Linked DNA regions of Mus musculus: region 2 is linked to region 1. Evidence: chromatin contacts called from public promoter capture Hi-C data. All regions are on one chromosome and are shown on one strand. The core of a region is the stretch at or near the end of the contact, and the rest is flanking DNA. Distances in the headings are between cores, read along the strand shown.

Evidence for each region. Promoter capture Hi-C pulls out the DNA fragments that hold promoters and counts their contacts.
Region 2: a promoter capture Hi-C map of hippocampal neurons shows a contact between it and region 1, with 3 times the contacts expected there. The contact joins the promoter of Tnfsf15 here to the promoter of Orm1 in region 1. A contact is called at or near these places in 3 of 39 promoter capture datasets (hippocampal neurons, liver and stem cell-derived epiblast-like cells) and 1 of 9 other capture datasets (adipose tissue).

The regions. Positions count from the first base shown.
Region 1 is chr4:63,343,053-63,349,556 of GRCm38.p6, forward strand. It overlaps Orm1 (orosomucoid 1), which reads left to right and starts at 1,504. Exons shown (of 6, transcript NM_008768.2): 1 at 1,504-1,662; 2 at 2,017-2,159; 3 at 2,369-2,439; 4 at 2,988-3,095; 5 at 3,230-3,333; 6 at 4,918-5,111. The coding sequence starts at 1,546. The coding sequence ends at 4,998. Gm52743 (a long non-coding RNA gene) reads right to left here and starts at 1,555. Exons shown (of 3, transcript XR_003955430.1): 1 at 1,292-1,555.
Region 2 is chr4:63,740,773-63,747,047 of GRCm38.p6, forward strand. Tnfsf15 (tumor necrosis factor (ligand) superfamily, member 15) reads right to left here and starts at 4,287. Exons shown (of 4, transcript NM_177371.4): 1 at 4,037-4,287. The coding sequence starts at 4,258. It overlaps Gm42294 (a long non-coding RNA gene), which reads left to right. Exons shown (of 5, transcript XR_881353.3): 3 at 3,934-4,339.

The DNA.
Region 1 (6,504 bases), core at 254-2,753:
ATTGGTGCTTTTGGACTCCTCATGGTTATGCTTTTTCTGCTCTGAGAAGAGATTAAACTTTCTTAAGACTGTATAGATACAACAAAACACATATGTTTTGGGTCTCCAGCTCAGCAAGTTCTCCTAGGCCCTGTACAGCCCACTCCACGGCAGGGGGCTCTCAGGACCATCTGTGGCCCCTTCCTTTTGCCCTAGGTGATCACTGTCAATGACTTGATTAATATCATTACAATTAGTCTGGAGCCTCTAGAACGCCCAGTAAACAGGCTCATACAACCCCACCTCTGGGCGATCTGCTGGCAATAATGTTGTCGAGCTGCATTTGTATGGTCAAATCTATCAGTTGTTCATTTCTCTCTGTTGCTAAGCAACACCATCTTTGCATGAAATGTCACAACCCATTTCTCATTTTTCTGGTAATAGGCACTTAAGAGCTTGGAGTTTGTGGCTACTTTGAATAATGCCATTAGAAACATTTACACACATGATACTGGAGGTGACTCATGTGTTGTTTTGTTTTCCTTTCTGTTGGTAGACTAATTTTTAAAGGCAATATGTTGCTCTGACACATATCAGAAAAGGAAACACACAATAGAAATGCCACAGGTTAAAGAGGGGTTGTAATGAAATTAGAACACAGTAAGTGAATGACAAGTTATGTATCATTAAAACATAACCCTGACTACACTGAAACATGAGAACTTGTGGAGGACACAGGAAATAGATCATGAAACTGTGAGCGTGTTCTAACATGTTTGCTGTATTGATGTTTTGAAGCAGCTCACTGTAATCTCAAGCTCGTCTCTGTGCCTCAGCAGGAGTCACCAGGCCTGTCCCTGCAATACTTTTCGAGAGTGTTCATTATGTAGACAAAGATCAGGCAGGAATGAGAACCAGATATTTTCTGGATGATGGGCACAGACCCTGGATTGGGCACACACTGTCCTAGGCAGATCCTTTCCTGCTGTAGATACTGGGAGCTTTGCTGAACTAGATGTTTATCTCAGATTCACCCCTTTGCTGGGCACTTGGCTGCCTTCAGGGCTGGGAAGAAGTCCCCAGGAACATCACACTCCTTTGGAAACTAATCCATCTGTGTTCTTGGCCCTGAACTTGAGCCCCTAAGTGTCTTCTAAGTTCACTATGAACCCTGACTTGGGGCTCCTTCATAGCACACTTGGGAGGTTGATGTATGTGTAGGTTTCACTCCTGCTAGGCAGCTCCATGGGATAAAAGAGGGGTGGGACCACTGTCTGGGACCTAAGTATCATCAGGCTAGCGATGTACATACCTTGACCATGAATCAGCCACTCTGGTGTACGGCAGGAGCCTGTGTCAGGACCAGTAGGTTGAGGGAGCTGCATAAAGCTGGCTTGAGGGAACATTTTGCGCAAGACATTTCCCAAGTGCTGGTGAGATTGTGCCACAGCTCTACTGTCCCTGGCTTCAGTCCCATGCCCTCCCCACATCGTGTCATAAATGTTGCTGCACCATCCAAACACCAATGATCTTTTCCCAGGCCTGGTGGCTCTGAGTGCCCTCAGCATGGCGCTGCACACGGTTCTTATCATATTGAGCCTTCTGCCGATGTTGGAAGCTCAGAACCCAGAACATGCCAACTTCACCATAGGCGAACCTATCACCAATGAGACCCTGAGCTGGGTAAGTGCCTGCCCCGGGCCTGGACCTGTTCACTGTAGGAGGCTACTCTTTCCTCTGGGCTTTCCCTTCCCTGATGTCTGTGCTCATCTCTGTGCTCCTGGTAATGCCCTTGCCTCTCCTGGAGACCTGGTGGCATCTCCCTGCCTCCAAACTCCGAAGCATCACTCTGAGGTCTCTCAGCAAGGGACAGAGCAGTAGGATGGCTGATTTTTGAGTTGCCCATGGGATTCTGGTCTGGAGCTTCAGTTTACCCATGTATGGTTCAGAAGTCATTGCTTGCCTGCCACTAATCAAGACTTGCTAACAAGGTACATATTACAAGCCCTGCTCATCTGTTTGCCTGCTTCTCCCCAGCTCTCTGACAAATGGTTTTTCATGGGTGCAGCTTTCAGAAAACTCGAGTACAGGCAGGCAATTCAAACAATGCAGAGTGAATTTTTTTACCTTACCACCAACTTGATAAACGACACAATAGAGCTTCGGGAGTCTCAAACAATGTGAGTACTTGAAACAGCCAGTCCACCCACCCCAGTCCTTAACTACACTCCTGGATGCCTAGAGACCTGAACAAACTGGCTCTGCCTGGCATCCCCACCCACCTTCAGGAATGGGGACAGCTGTCTTGTCTACTTGCCTCTTGCCCCTTCCCTACCCTGGCCTGGTCAGATCACCTCTTCCTCAGTTGTCCACTTTCTTTTCTCTTTAGAGGTGACCAGTGTGTCTATAACTCCACCCATCTAGGATTCCAGAGAGAAAATGGGACCTTCTCCAAGTATGGTGAGGGTGTGAAACACTGCTTTCTGAGAGGGTATTGCCAGGGTCTGATGGGGCAGCAGAACAGGGCAGTTTTTCTGTGAAGTCACTCTCTGAGGCTTGTAAGTGGAAGCAGATTTCAACCCAAAGTCCAGCTCCCAGGCCAGACTTGCTTTGGCCATTCTTATGATCTTTTGTGAGCTCAGAGGGGAAACCCATGGGTTGGGAAGCCAGTGACTTCAGCCACACACCCATGTCACCAGCGACAGCATGTAGGAGGGCAATCCAATGCTAGTGAGCCAGATCAGACACTCTTATGTTTTAATTGTCCCTGAGCAGAAGTTTTAATGTTTAAGAGGAAGTGTAAACTATGCCCCACCACCACACCACCAAGGGCCCTTTCCAAGGCCCCAGCCATCCCATAACTACGAAGAATGAGAAGTGAGGCTTGCATTCAGCAGAGTCTGAAAACATGGCAGCCCCAGGCACTTGCCCATAGCTATGTGCTTCCTTCCCTTGGGGATAAGACTACAGCATCATTCTAGTGACTCACAAAGACCTTCCTCCTGCAGAAGGAGGAGTAGAAACCTTTGCCCACCTTATAGTGCTGAGGAAACATGGGGCCTTCATGCTTGCCTTTGACCTCAAGGATGAGAAGAAACGGGGACTGTCCCTCTATGGTAAGCACCTCAGAGCTGAGGTCCACAATTGCACTGGGCCTTACTCTTGGTCACCCACCAACATCCCCACCCCTACCTGGCCTCCCTTCTGCTAGACTGATACCCAATAAACCATACTCCCTTCTCCATTGCAGCCAAAAGGCCAGATATCACCCCGGAGCTGCGGGAAGTATTCCAGAAGGCTGTCACACACGTGGGCATGGATGAATCAGAAATCATATTTGTCGACTGGAAAAAGGTAAATGAGGAGGCTGTACGATACCACCCCAGCAGTGCTCCCAGTGTCAGTGACCCTAGAGGCTCAGAGAGGGCAAGCTTCTGGTTAAGGCAGCTCAGCGAGGCAGGTATCTTGTTAAGAACTCTCCTGCCTACTGTGACAGCTGAGATCACAGAAATCCTAGATGGGCAGTGAGCCTGAGTTGGGTGAGGTTAAGTAGGAGGTCCTGGAAAGCTTTTAGAGAATAAGGGAAAGACCAGGAGTGGGGACTGTGGGAATATCCGGTGCCAGGGTGCCAAGTTTCTCTCTGCCCTTCATATTCACTACCTATCCAAGCAGGAGTTATGATTTACGACTTCCATGACACCTCAACTCCAGCAAGTCTGATGGCTTTGATAGGCAGGGATGACCCATGCCGAAACCTCTTGATGTTCAGTCTAACCTTGTGCTGAGGGAGAGGCCACATCAGCTTTGGCTTTCACCCAGGCAAAGCCATGGAATCAACCAATCAGCTTGCATGTAGTTTGAGATACGCAATACTTTTGTAACTTCATTCCCTGGTCACCTGAGCCTTTCCTGGTATCACCAGCCACAGGATTCCCCGGGGGAGGTGCCTACATACAGACACTGCCATTGAGCTATTTCACACCCTGAGTTCCTTACCCCCCACAAGCAGTGGGGCCAGTAGAATCACCCTTCACCTGTGGACAGAAGTATCGGAAAATGCCTGCCATTTGGGGGAGCTGCTCACACTCAATGGGGTGAATAAACCGGATCTCAGAGATGAGGAACAACTTACCCTAGACTAGTGGTTCTCTAGGATGGGTCTCAACCTGTATGTCAGATGTCCTGCAGGTCATATACTTAAGATTTATAACAGTAGCTTAATCACAGTTATGAAGTAGCAATGAAAACCCTGTTGGGGGTCACCCCAACACAAGAAACTGTGTTAAAGTTTCACATTATTAGGAAGGCTGAGAACCACTGTTCTGCCACTGCAGGGAGCCATGGTAGATCTAAGACAGAGCTGGTTGACAGAGCTAGTTGACACTACCATGCCACTGTGGCCAACAACAGTGTTTACACCCCACACCCACATTAAAATATGTGTATACATTGCTAGTGTGTGTGTGTGTGTGCGCGTGCGCGCGCACACGCGTGCGTGCGTACGTGGATATGTGTGTGCATTTGAGTGAGTGTGTGCATGAGTGTGTGCATTTGTGTGAGTGTGAGTGTATGTGTGTGCATGTGTATGCATGTGAGTTCATGTGTGAGTGTGTGTGCATGTGTGACTGTGTGGGTACACAAGCATGCTATAAGACATGTGTGGATGCCAGAGGACACCTGTGGGCTATGTCCTCTTCTACCATTCTCTCCTGGGCTCTGGTTAAGGCTGGATGAACTTCAAGCTGCCCCTCAGGCTTACCTAACTTGCCAGGTTTTTTTCTTCTGTCCTGTTCAATTTGGTTTTGTTTTTGCATCTAACTTTCCATTCCAGGCTACCCTGAAACTCATAGCAATCCTCCTGCCTCAGTATTCAGCATCCCAGGCTTCTGCCACCACCCCTGGGGTACTCACTCTGCTCTCCTCCCTGATATCTTCCAGGATAGGTGCGGTCAGCAGGAGAAGAAGCAGCTTGAGTTGGGGAAGGAGACCAAGAAAGATCCTGAGGAAGGCCAGGCATGAACTCAGCTCTCTGAACTCCGAGGGCTGTCCACAGGCTCACCAAACCCCACCCCTCCTGTGCACTTTGATTCTGTCTCTGCCACAATAAAGGTTTGCTGACATAGTCAATATCATTTCTTTGCTCCCTTCTTTTCCCTTACTTCCTCCCTCCCTCCCTCCTTCCATCTCACCCTCCCTCTCTCCCTCCCTACCTGGAGAGGCCTGAATGGAGCCTTAGCTAAGTCCAAGAAGCCCTGCCCAGAAAATCTGAGAGTGCTTCCAGGAAGGGGCATCTGAGCCAGGCTTGAAGGAAGTGACCGAACACAATGCTCTTGCTTGTATCCCCAAACAATTTAGGGCACAGTTGGGGAAGACAAGGCAGGAGACCCAAGTAGCAGTGAGTGGGGGAGGGGAACATAGGTGAACAGTTCTTGTCACAGGTGTCTTCACTTCAGAAGTGCCACTCTAATCACTGGAAAAAAAGTAACTAAGGAGGAAAGAGGGTTCATGTCGATGCTAACACAGCCACTGTATAAAAGGCCAAGGCTATGCAGTACAGTAGATAGACCTCGTCTAGAGGGACTGGATGTTCCCAGGAAGACTCCTCAGGGTGCCCATGTGGGACACTGTGAGATGACACTGCTTCCCTAGACGCCAGCTGACATCAATTGCACAATTGTGACTGGAGTTCCTGAGGCACAGTCCACTCGGTGGCAAAGACAGTGTCTGAGATCATCTTTACACTTGACTGGATTGGCACTCCCCTAGGGGATGTACTCCATGTGTGTCTATGAGGACATTTCCAGAGAGAGCCGCCACCCTGACTGTAGGCAGCACCATTCCTCGGGCTGGGATCCCCCACTTAATCATAAGTAGAAAACAAGTTGAGCACCACAAATCATCTCTACCTGCTAAGCTTATGGCTGTCCCGACTGGATGAGGTGTGTCATTGTGGACTGTGTCCTTCCTCACACAGGAGCCCACCATTTTGAGCTTTTGTCAATCTTTCTCACAGAACCTGGAAAGGTACCTGATGCAGAGCCCTGCTCTGTCTGTCAATGCACTGGGGCAGAGTGAGTCACAGTCACTGCCACACGCATGCCCAGAGTCAAGCTGGCCACAGGCATAGGGTGCCAAGGAAGTCTCTGGAAGGAGACTCTGGCCTGAGGCTTTGTCACACACTTCCTGCTGAGTGTCTCCCACTGTTTCTGGCCTGGGAATTCATGACAGGCCTTGCTCATCTGGCCTCTGCAGGCAAAGGACAGGAGAAGCAGGGGAGACAGATGTGAGCAGAAGCCTAGGCAGACTCTGGAATGATATGCAGCAAGTACCCTGGGGGAGACCTTAGCTGGGTGTCCACTTCCCTGCCTGCACCCTCGCCTTAGAAACCCCAGGCTCTGGATACACAGCACACAGAGGTAGCTTTGAAGACTTCTTCTCCCTTTCTTAAGTTCATTATTTTTCTTCATTAGCTCTTATAACAAAAATAGATTTTTAAGTGTGCCAGAATGTGAGTGTGTGAGTATA
Region 2 (6,275 bases), core at 3,037-5,536, 400 kb after region 1:
AGAGGTTGTAGTGATAGCGCAAGATTGGAGTGCACAAGGGGGCACAGAAAAGCTCCACAGCACCCAAACCTCCCTATGGCCTGTGATGGCAAATTCCATAGTAGGCAGGGAAGTTGTGAAGTAATCCCCCTGGGCAGGGGATTTCCCTGGTCAGCATGATGTAAGTGCTCTTCTTGGCTAATCCCCACCACGGGGAGACACCTTACACACCTCATTTCTAATTGCCTGCATTTCGTACATAGACAAGCAGACACCAAGAGAAGAGAGGCGGTGTACTAACTAGGGTCAGTCTAGAATTCAGACTGGGGTTGAGATTTCAACTCATGACTCATGGCCTTTCCAAAATGCAGATCATGCTAGTGCCTTCCACAGATCTGAAGATTCTAAAACACTATACTACCTCTATCTTTTTCTTAAAACAGGGAACACCTACATTTTGTTCAAGGAGTGTTTGCAAACACTTCTTTCCCAGCCTCCCACTTCCCTTCCTTGGGCGTTCACAGAAGCACCAATTTCTCAGCTCTTCCCGGGATACCTCATGTGTTTATAAATGCCTACACATAGATGAGCTCTCTCAAAAGCCAAGCATGTTCTATTATGTATACGTATGCCTCAAGCCACTTGGCTCTTTATATTGAATTTATAGATGCTGGGCTGTATCTGCTTGCCCATATAAAACTGCAATCTCTTTGTGCCTCGGATTGTCTGTGATGCGCATCACGTCTTAGTTTAAGTATTGTTCAGTAATAGAATAGAAGTATTTGTTTCCCTTCTGGTCTTCCTGAGAGAGAAGTCTTCTGGGTTGGGAGACAATTTTATTTTCAATTATATTTCCTTGGCATAAGGGTGCCAGGCCACCTCTCTGATTCCCCCGGCACCCCCAGTAGCTCTAATTTCCTGATGAGCTATGTGTCCTAGGTGGGTGGGTGATTCTGAGAGTGCTGTAGTAGATTTGATCTCTGAAACTCCTCACTGGGCTGGCATGGGGGTACTGGTAGTGGCCCTGACTTTCCTCCATGGCACTACTGAAAGTTCTCTTCTTGTAGCGAGAGATCTAGAACCTACTGCAGTGTGAATGAGCACCGTGGTCAGAAGACAGAGCAGGGGGCTCAGGCTGTCTGGTTTTAAGCTTGAATTTGCCTCTGACTAGAGGTACAGGCTTAGGGAAGTACCTTCATCCCCTTCTCCACTCAGTTTTCCTATCTGCAAAACAAAGGAATGGCTTACTTCTAAATCAAAAGTAGTCTTTGACGGGGACCTCCGGAACAGTTTTTATTTCACAGGTGCCTTCCTGGACTTGTGCATAAAGCTTCTTAGAGCTGTGTCACCCTTGCTCCATGGCTAGGTGAGGGAACACCAGGACTTCCCACAGCTCCCTTTTCAGTGCCGTATATCAACCTCGAAGCCCCTTGAGGCTCAGGGTCAAGTTTCCCTGGTGGTTGTCTGGTACCTAGCATAGAGTGCCAGTCATACCTCAGGATCCCGGGACATGCGGTTTAGCCACATTCCAGACATACAAAATGTTCCTGCACGTGTCTCGTTAATAATGTCAGCATGCTGACAGAAACGCCCTCTTTGGCAGAAAAAGAAACAGCTCAAAGACATGAAACCAGGAGCCTGTTTGTCACTTGGCCAAAAATGGCTGAGCCAACCAGAGAACTTCATTTTAGCCCAATTGCCCCTCCTTGGATCTCACATTCTGCCCTCTCCTCTGAGTCAGTAATTCTCTTTTAGGATACCTCACCCCCAGTTCCACCTCTGCCCTTCTCAGCATGGCTCCTTCCTGGCGAAGTTAACCTCTTAGCATGAGTGCTGCCTGGCTTCCTTGAGCCATGAGTTTTACTTGAGTCTGGTGATTGAGATCAAAGGTCTGGAGGGGAAAATGGTCGGTGATTACTGTCCCCTCTGCTGGTACTTTTTTCTGTCCAAACTTTTGTATCCTCCAGTGAGGCCCTTTCTGAGAGTTAGTATCCTACGAACTCTAAAACAAACTCCAAAAATAGTGCCCCTCCACATTCCTAATGTTGTGACCCTTTAATACAGCCCCTCATCTTGTGGTGAGCCCCCCCCAACCATAAAATTATTCTGTTGCTACTTCATAACTGAAACTTTTGCTGAGGTTATAAATCATTATTCTACTATCTGATATGCAGGATATCTGATACGCTACCGCTGTGCAGGTGGTGACCCACAGGGTGGGAACTGCTGTTTTAAAACTCCTTTTACCCAGTCCCAAGGAATTGGTGGTAGCAGCTTCTCAGGCCACTGATCCTGGATGTTCCCAGCTGTTCTGTGTTCCTTCTATCTGCGCATAGCAATCAGGGCCCCCATTTAAGCCCCTACAAGCTGTTTCATAAATATTTTTCTCCCTTAAGAACTTGCCTTGAGTGGCCAGCTGCTGCTTCTCAGGACCTGCATCTCTCCAGGCATCCCAGTCTCAGCCCCTTTACTATTCTGTTTGGAAGCTGAGATGTCCTGTAGTCTGGTTAAGCAACAACCTCAAGCTCCTCTGTGTCTCCCCTCCAGCAAGATGGTTTTCTTCGTGGTGGGATGGGAGCATTAGGTATCAATGTGGCTCATACCTAAGGCATCTGAGTCGGGATTGTGAGGAGGGGACTCGGGTGTTGTGGTTTGTGATGGCACCCAGCACCTTCTTTATGAGTCTCCCTGTTGGGTCATTTCCCCCTGCCAATTCCCTTTTCTGGACTGTACCTAGATGACCTTGTCTGGCTTCGGCCAACATGGGGATTGTAGACAGCATCTCGAGTAATAGGATCCAACTGTATGTCAGGAATCCCTCCAGAGTCCAAGGAGGCACAGATTGCTGGAGGCCACTTAATAATACAGTGTTCAACAACAGCTCTCTCCGTATGAGTTGAGTATTCCCTGAAGTGCCTCAGTCTGGTGTGTGTGTGTGTGTGTGTGTGTGTGTGTGTGTGTGTGTGTGTGTGTATGTGTGTGTGTGTGCTTTTCTGGGGTCATAGCCTGACCTCCCATTTTCTAATACCCTACAGGTCCCTTCTAACATAAGCAGCCTTCCTAGTCTATCTGCACATGTCTACACTGTATAAACCATGACACGTGGCTGCCTGAATCACAGTTTGTTGACCCTGATGGAGTGGCAGGAGTTACACATTAGCCACAGAGTGGAAATTGCCCAGGATTGACTAGAGACCAGGTTTCTAATTAGGCTGCCTATTTTTGCTTTTAGTCCTTAATCTTTGGGACTAAAGTAGAATCAGTCACTACAGACTATGTCAGATATTTCCCCCTGAGGAATATTCTTTAAATAACACACATTGACCTTTCAGATCCTTCCTGGGTGTCCTCAGCCTTGGCTTTGTCACCGCTTGGATATTTGCCCCCCTCATTCTCTGAGTGCCACCCCTATACCCCTGTGGTGGCTAACCTTCTTTCTAGTCCCAGCAAAATCTCAGGGTCAGTATGTTCTTAATTGAGCACTGAAAAATATTTCTAAATCCAAGAAGAGGAGCTGGTTAAGTAAATTTTATCACACACGTATAAGAACATAATATAGTCATCCATACATCATACTGCCGTGGGGTCATTGCCATAGAAACAATTTCATACTATGTAGAAATCTCAGAATCATCCTCCAATATAAATAGAAAGGCATTATATATTTTAGTTCACTAATAGTTTACACCTCTATGTTTTTTCCCCTCAATAATCATGCATTATGTAATTAAATTTAAGAGCTTTTTGTTTAAGGAAAAAGGAATGTTTTCCAAAGTATTGCCGCACTGTAATTATAATGATCTAAAAACAAAAACAAAAAAAGAGTATATGGAGTGTGAAGTTATTCTTGCACAAACATGAGATGAAACAATTCAATTCCCTGGAAGTGCAAAGTTAAGAACCAGATGGGACCTTTCCACCTCTCACCCCCCGGTCTGTATTTGCTTTGTACAGGGGAGCCACCAGCGCTATCCATGAATGGCTCTGTCCCAAACTGGAATACACAGCTGCCTGCAGAGAGACCACTGATTGTCTAAGCAGGAGCAAGTTTACTTACCCGAAGCATACAGTCTTTTCCGGGGACCCGGAGCTGGCCAGCCATTAGGAGGGTGCTAAGTCCTGCGAGGATGGGAAATGACAACAGGCAGCAGGTGAGAGCCAGGCAGGCTTTGCTCCTGGCAGCTAGCCCGGCCCTGGCCTCTGGCCTGTGTCTACAGCCTTCCGGCAGCACTTCCACTGGGACTCCTTCTCCGAAGCCCAACCCCAGCTCCTCTGCCATCCTTCTGCTGTCTTGGAGAGACTTCTGATCCCTTCTGACCAGAGAGCCCCCCATTAAATAAGAGAGCAGCTGTCACACTGAGTGAGTTAATGACTGTCCTCTCCTCCCTTTTTTACTCTCCCCTCCCTCTGACAGCCCTCTGCAGCCTGCCCTGCCCGGCTAGGGAATGCGCCGCCTACAACAGAAACCAAGTTTGGTTTAAGAAAAAAAAAAAAAAAAAGAAGAAGAAGAAGGAGAAGGAGAAAGCTTTCCCAAGCATATTTATGTACAGTATGCTCATGTGCTCTTTCCTTCATTTACAGAAGGAAGTCAGGAAAGTCCCTGGAGGAGGAGATCAAGAATACATTAAGTCAATGGGTGGGGCAAATTAAAATGTACCTGCTCCTGCCCTGGACTGCAGCCAGCCGAGCTGGTCTGGGAAGTGTGTTCCTTCTGGAAGTGAAAGTGAGGGACTAGGAGGTGTGTGGCTTGCAACAGGAAATGGAAATCACGTTCACATCAGCCCCTTGCCAAGCGCCACAAACCGTCTTATCTCCCTGTCATTCTATAGATGGAAGTACTGACAGTCAGAAAGGTACCCGCCCTACGTCATTCTGGATGGAAGAGAGCAGAGCCAGGAAGATGTCCATTTTAAGTTACAATTAGACATGGGCATAGCCTGTGAAACATAAGGTTATTTATGTTCCAGCAGAGAGTATCTGGTTGTGATTGTAGTTAGAAGTGACTGTCAGAGAGATAATGACATAGGCTTCTGTACTCCTTTGTCCCAAAGTTAACTTAATGCCAGTGGTTTACCTTGCCTATGTTGGCTGTGGATGGGAGAGGGCATGGCAGCTGATATGTGCTAGCATTCACTAAACACTTGCTTTTTAACCCAATGCTGGGAGGCAAATATCAATTGACTTATTATCGACTTATTTCATCCTGAGACAACTGCTTTTCTTTTTCTCATTCTTTCTTTTTCTATTTTCTCTTTCATTTCCCTTCTTCCTCCCCCACTTCTCCTTCCTCTTCTTCTTCTTCTTCTTTTTTTTTTTTTTAAATACAAGGTCTTACTATGTTGTTTTGGCTGTCCTGAAACTCAATAGGTAGACCAAGTTGACGTCAAACTCACTGAGATCTCTCTGCCTCCATTTGGAGGACTGAATCCCCTTCTGGAAGAGGAGGTGGGGCTTGAATTCAGTCTTGGAGGTGGGGAGGGGTGACACCAGAGAAGCATAGAGGACCCTGTATAAAGGTGGTCTACAGCAATTAGGAATCCATGGCCTGTGAGCTGGCTCAGCAGGCGCAAGTGCTTCTTGCCAAGCCTGATGGTTTGGCTTTAATACTGGAAATCCACATAGAGAGAGAGAGACCTGACACATTGTCCTCTGGCTTCTACATGTACACTGTGGCACATATACATGCAGAATGAAGGAAGAAAAGAAGGAAGGAAGGAAGGAAGGAAGGAAGGAAGGAAGGACTAAATAATAAAAAAAAAAGAGAGGTGAGGAGAAAGAATAAAGAAACCAGGCACCTAGAGTAGCCCATGGCATGTCCCTGTTTGGTGGCCCCTATTCTTGAACACAACCCAGTTCCTCTCAGTATTTCGGAAAGCCCTTGGCCTGGACACTACCTGCTGTCAATCCTCCCCGGGGCCCAGACTCACCTTTCCTATGTTCCCAAGATGTAGATTCTCCAGTCCTCTACAGTCTAATGCTCACCCACGGTGTTTTCTCTGCTGGGGAAGCTTCTGATTTCTCTCCCCATTCCCCTATTCCTCCTTTGCTGCATCCCTTCCCTCCAGCTGGGAGTGATACTATCCTCAATGCTTTCGAGGCATCCCATCTTCTCTGTCACCAAATGCTCTGACTTGGCTTGGCTCTTTCTGTCACTTCCATTGGACCGCCATCAAAGCTGGGAGGGAAGGTGCTAAGTCATGCAGATGTTCCTCCTGGCTTGGCAATGGGTACTTGATTCATAACTAACAACTGTTGAGGTGAATTCCATCAAAGGGTAGCTTTTATGGCCCCTGCTT